Regions from separate parts of the Mus musculus genome. Here region 1 is linked to region 2. The links are chromatin contacts, called in public HiChIP or PLAC-seq maps. All regions are on one chromosome and are shown on one strand. The core of a region is the stretch at or near the end of the contact, and the rest is flanking DNA. Distances in the headings are between cores, read along the strand shown.

The links. HiChIP or PLAC-seq counts read pairs in DNA pulled down with a chosen protein or histone mark.
Region 1: a contact with region 2 is called in a FOXA1 HiChIP or PLAC-seq map of pancreatic cancer cells. The contact joins the promoter of Rmi2 here to the enhancer-like site in region 2. A contact is called at or near these places in 5 of 39 promoter capture datasets (the C10 cell line, embryonic stem cells, hippocampal neurons and 1 more), 3 of 484 Hi-C or Micro-C datasets (all in embryonic stem cells), 1 of 115 datasets of contacts at active chromatin or transcription factors (pancreatic cancer cells) and 1 of 9 other capture datasets (embryonic stem cells).

Annotation. Positions count from the first base shown.
Region 1 is chr16:10,833,767-10,836,466 of GRCm38.p6, forward strand. It overlaps Rmi2 (RecQ mediated genome instability 2), which reads left to right and starts at 1,293. Exons shown (of 2, transcript NM_001162932.1): 1 at 1,293-1,624. The coding sequence starts at 1,324. It also overlaps the pseudogene Gm17913.
Region 2 is chr16:10,285,364-10,288,063 of GRCm38.p6, forward strand. It overlaps Emp2 (epithelial membrane protein 2), which reads right to left. Exons shown (of 5, transcript NM_007929.2): 3 at 2,692-2,700; 4 at 92-238. Among named protein-coding and RNA genes, the nearest start is that of Emp2, 27 kb to the right of the region's middle. Within about 2 kb of position 1,333, at least 118 of the 459 cell types and tissues checked have an H3K27ac peak or open chromatin away from gene starts, as enhancers often do. A contact at or near this core is called in pancreatic cancer cells, where this site is marked.

The sequences.
Region 1 (2,700 bases), core at 43-2,542, 550 kb after region 2:
CCCTCTCTGCATTCTCTCTCTCTCCCTCTCTGCATTCTCTCTCTCTCCCTCTCTGCATTCTCTCTCTCTCCCTCTCTGCATTCTCTCTCTCTCTCTCTCCCAGCACATGCACACTCTTTCTCTACCCCCTCCCCTCTGTCTTCCTCCCCATGTCGACTTCCCTGGCCTCCTTCCTTGGGACCAGAGAACCGACCCAAGAGCGGCTTCCCCATAAGCCTGCCTTTGCGTACTTCGATTTGGCTTGAATTGACTCATTTCACCAGCAGAGAATAACTTACCAGGATGCACGTGTGCCGCAGCGCACTTGTGGAAGTCAGAGAACAATTTATGGGAGTTAATTCTCACATGGGTTTTGGGAATGGAACTCTGATCTGATATCAGATTTGGTGGCAAGTGATTTTGCCTGGTGAGCATTCTTGCTAGGTAAACACTCTCCTATAGAGCAATATCCCGAACTGAAAGAGGAAATTGTTTAATTTACTTGTTATGGTGTTTCCAGGAAGGGCTCTTGTATACCAGGTTGGACTCCAATTCACTCTGTGGCTAAAGATGACCTTGAACTCATCTTCCAGCCCTGGTGAGTGCTAGAGTTAAATAGGTGTGAACCACCAAAATTTGTTTTGATACTTTTTTAATCGTTAAATTCAAATAAGTGTATTTATTTTCTTTTTAAAGATTTCCCCTGATAAAACTCTTATAATTTCAGGAATACTGTGTGTGTGTGTGTGTGTGTGTGTGTGTGTGTGTGTGTAGTCTGGGCACAAGACCAATTTCTAAAGATGCTTGATATCTTAACCAAAGTTACCAGCGCAGCGCATATTCAGCGTCATCTCTGAGGTATTAAAAGAGTACAACCAATCCATTCATAAATTTGTGTTTGGGGCCATGCTTAAACTATTCCTCTGGAACTCTCTCTCCTGTGTGTAGATGTGATTTCGTATCAAAAAGGTCCAAGGGATCTACTTGCATCTCGGCTTTTCGTGTGGTAATGTTTTGCTAAGGGTGCACATTTTATTTCGGCTCTTAAAATTAATCGATCATCTACAACTACTGTTGAGTGCGTCTTATTTTTTAGTAAACTGGAACGGAGACATATGGCTTAAATCGTTGCTCTTCCTTAGGAGAGGAAATTCCGTATCTCCCTGCATTTGTTAGCGTATCTATTTTCTATTTAATTCAGTTGAATCTTTCAGCTTCTGGCGGTTACGCGGCTGTCCCGCCCCCATCCATTGGCTGCCTCGGGCAGGCGCGCTCTTGATTGGCTGCCGCTCGCCAAACCCCCGCCGTCCGTCAGAGTTGGCGGGAAAGCGGTGGTGGCGCAGCATGGCGGCTGCGGCGTCCGAGTCGCTGTCCTCCGGTGGCCCCGGGGCCGTGCGGCTGCCGCGCTTGCCGCCACTCAAGGTACTGGCAGGACAGCTGCGGCGGCACGCAGAGGGTGGCCCGGGCGCGTGGCGGCTGTCGCGGGCGGCGGTGGGCCGCGCTCCGCTGGAGCTGGTGGCCGTGTGGATGCAGGGTACCGTGCTGGCGGCGGAAGGCGGCCAGGCCCGGCTGCGCGACTCGAGCGGAGCCTTCTCTGTGCGCGGCCTGGAGCGCGTACCACGCGGCCGGCCCTGCCTCCTCCCAGGTAACGTGGGCGGGACCGGCTCTGCAGGTCCTCCCCGGGGCGGGGCGGGGCGGGGCGGTCCCACCTCCAGGCTCTAGCCCTCCTTCCTGGCCCAGCCCCTGTCAAGTGACTCCCCACCCATCCTCTTGGATGACAGCAACACCTATCCCCGCTTTCTAAGATGTAGGTTCCAGCCGGGCCTGGAGGTACACATCTTCCATCCCAATACTAGGAGTCTGAGGCAGGAGGATGGCAAAGTTCAAAGCCTGACTGAGCTACGAAGTGAGTTTAAGGCCAACGTAAGGCAACTCAGTGAGAGCCTGTCTCAGAACAAAAAGTAAAGAGGGCCTGGGGTGGGAGCACTTCCTAACATTGATGAGTCCTTGGGTTTAACCCAGACAGCGAGAATAGTAAACAAGTACATCTACTAAAACGCCTGTAGGTTCCCGAGGCTATCCCACCTTCCCAGTTTTGAGCCTTGCAATTCTGTGTCACAGTTCTATCCCTGTAGATGTTTTTCTCATTTTTCCCCGTATGTTTTGAAAATAATTTCTCAGGAAATGTCTGCTTGTCTTTTTCTCTGTGTGTGTGTGTGTGTGTGTGTGTGTGTGTGTGTGTGTGTGTTTTTAAGGCAGTGTCTAGCCTAGACTGACCTAAAATTCATTGTGTAGCTTGGACACCCGGGCTTCCTGCTTCCATCTCCTGAGTGCTAGGATTCTAGGCATATGCTGCTCCATCTGGTTCATACGCTGCTGGGAATCAAACTGGGGGCTTTGTGCATGCTACGCAAGCAATCCCAGCCCTAAGTCTGTACTCATATTTTTGTTTGTTTGTTTGTTTGTTTGTTTTTTCGAGACAGGGTTTCTCTGTATAGCCCTGGCTGTCCTGGAACTCACTTTGTAGACCAGGCTGACCTCGAACTCAGAAATCCACCTACCTCTGTCTCCCTAGTACTGGGATTAAAGGCATGTGCCACCACGCCCAGCAGGTTTTCTGAGTCTTAAGAGTTGTTTCTAATACCCTCTAAGGAGATGCTGATATTGCAGGGTTTGAGGCTGCCCTTTGAGCTACTGCAGTTCTTGCACTGTGGTTCTGAT
Region 2 (2,700 bases), core at 83-2,582:
GTGTGTGTGTGTGTGTGTGTGTGTGTGTGTAGGCAGCACAGGCTGTCTCATGTGTGTACAGGCAGTACACGCGGCTTCCAGGTTCACTTACAGGACATGAGCTGGATGATGGACGTCAGGACGAACCTCTCTCCCTGCTTGAGGCGGAAGAGCTGGAGCAGAAAGATGAGGAAGGAGATGCAGGAGAGGATGGTGGAGAGGATCATGGTGGCCTGCACCGCCTGCATCACAGAATAACCTGTGGGCAGAAGATGAAGGCTTCACACAGAGGGTTATAGGACTGTCTGCAGCCAAGCATGTCCATCCAACTACTGGGCACTGTGACACAGGGTTGTCATCTATAAACTTCACACTGAGATCTGACACCAGGGTAAGCTCATGTCTTAAGTGAGTCCACAGCATTGTGTTGGGCCCCATTCCTAGTCACTGTGCTCCGTGGGCCACAGACTGAACATACCTGGCCACCCTGGCAGTGTGCCAGGCTACCTCGCTCTTCTCCTCCAGCTAGGCAGTTGATCAAATACCAACTTAAACAGAAGATGAAGCCAGAACCAAGACTCTCCCTGCTCTGGATTGCAGCTCCTACCTATTTGGCTTGGGAAAAGAGCAACAGCCAGGTCTCAACCTTTTTAGTTTGCCTGATGGCTGGAGGGAGCTTTGATTATAAGGGCTGGGTAAGGCGTTAACAGCAATGGATCGTATCGCTCACATTAAGCTGCACATCTGGGCCCCACAGAAAACACCTGGTCCTGCTTCCTGTTTCCTTATGGCAAACAAACGTACTCTCCAACAGAACACATCACTCCTCAAAGTCCAGGATCAGGGGTAAATAAGCTGGGGGGGTGGGGCTCTCTGGCTAGGAGTTGAGGGGAATGGGCCAAAGGACCTTGTGGGGTGTTAGGAAAGTCCTCTGCTTTGCTTTCAGTGGTAGTTTGCTAGGATTATAAAGAATTGTCAAAACTCATTGCACCAAGGAGCCCTTAAGAAGTATGCATTTCCATGTTTGTAAATGATGGCTATATTCTAAAAAATATTACCAGACTTTCCTGAGACAAAATGAACTGGAACACCAGGCACGGAGAACACTTCTAAAGTCTCCTAGGGAATTTCAAAGTGAGCCAACGTTGTGACCCCGTGGCTTTGAACATTAGTAATTAAATTTTCCAAGGAGCCACCTAGGAAGGCTTATTTAAAATGCAGATTCCTCACTCAGCCTCCATTCCTCTGGGGTTGGTGCCAAGATAATATATTTTTAGCAAGTACCCCAGGTGATTCATATCCTGTGACGAAGCAACTGTAGAAACTGGTTTTGTGAGAAGAAATGACTCGGTGCTTTTAGACTAGGTTCCTTGGCGATGAGCTGCTGAGTGTGCTGCTGGTGGCCGTGATGTCCGTGTGGGTGAAACCCAGCCAGGCCACCAAAAGCAGGAAGTCAGTCAGGGGAGGGCTGTGACCTTGCTGTGGTCTCAGGGTTCCTGGAGGCCTCAGGAATGGGCTCGCTTGCAGGGCTACCACCTCATAATACCTGCTAAGACAGCCAGGCCCCATAGCAGCAGTGCCTGTAGTCTTGGGCTCAACAACTATTTCTGAGGTGTGTCAGTTGAAGGGAGAACCCAGAAAGTTCCAGAAATCAAAATCTGAATCTGCCATGCACCATACCGGGTCACACAATGAAACAACATGCAGAGATTGTATTCGGTGTTGTAAGTCATCTAGAAACTACGGTGCAGAGGTGGTGTGCACCCTTCCACAGCCTTGGGGAATCCTTGCAGGGTTTCAGAACTACTCCCTGCACAGCTACATGGGCTACAACTGCATTTGAGTTGCTTAAATTTTGGTTTTGTTTAGCACAAAAAAATCAGTAAGGAGAGGATGGGCCAGAGAGATCTCACTAGCTAAGGCTTCTCCACCGTCCACAACCATGCTGGACAACCTGAGTTGGAGCCATGGAGAACTAACCCCCACAGTTCTCTCTGATGTCCACGTGTGTGTCATGGCCTCTGACAAACAGAGACAGAGGGAGTCAGTTGGGTTAGACTTCACTGAGGGTCTTTGGCTTTTAATTTAGCCTTTCCTCCTGTTTTCACGGCTTGTGACACCAGTTTACCACTGATGCTGCAGGTACATTTACTCAGGAAATAAATTTACATGTGGAAGAAGTTGGAGCTGGCACAAGGTTTTTTTTGTTTTTGTTTTTGTTTTTGTTTTTTTTCTTTTACAGGAAAGAGCCAGGCAATAAATTACTTTAAGCTTCTGGTCACATTATTATTATTATTATTTCTTCTCCCCCTTTTTTTGTTTTGAGGATTTTGTTCTTTTTACAACTCTTTTAAAATGTTAAAAGCATTCTTAGTTCATGGGCCACACCAAAGCAGGTCTTGGGCTGCATTTAGCTGGTAGTTCACGGATTCCTGATTTAAAGAGCTGTAATACAGGAATTCCCACAGGGAGGCATGGAACACCAAGAGCAGAGGCCCAAAAACACTGCTTCTGGACTCAGCAAGCTGTCTTGATGGGTCCAGTTTATCACCACTGCTGACTGTTTCTGGGGCTCAGTCAGCATTACATACAGGGACAGAGAGCAAGCAGATAGGCCTGGGTCTGCTGAGATGGACCTGACCTGGCTGGGTCTGCCAAGTCTCAGGAGGGAGGGGATATGGGAATGGTGATGCCCCAGCCACCCACACTCACCTTCAAACG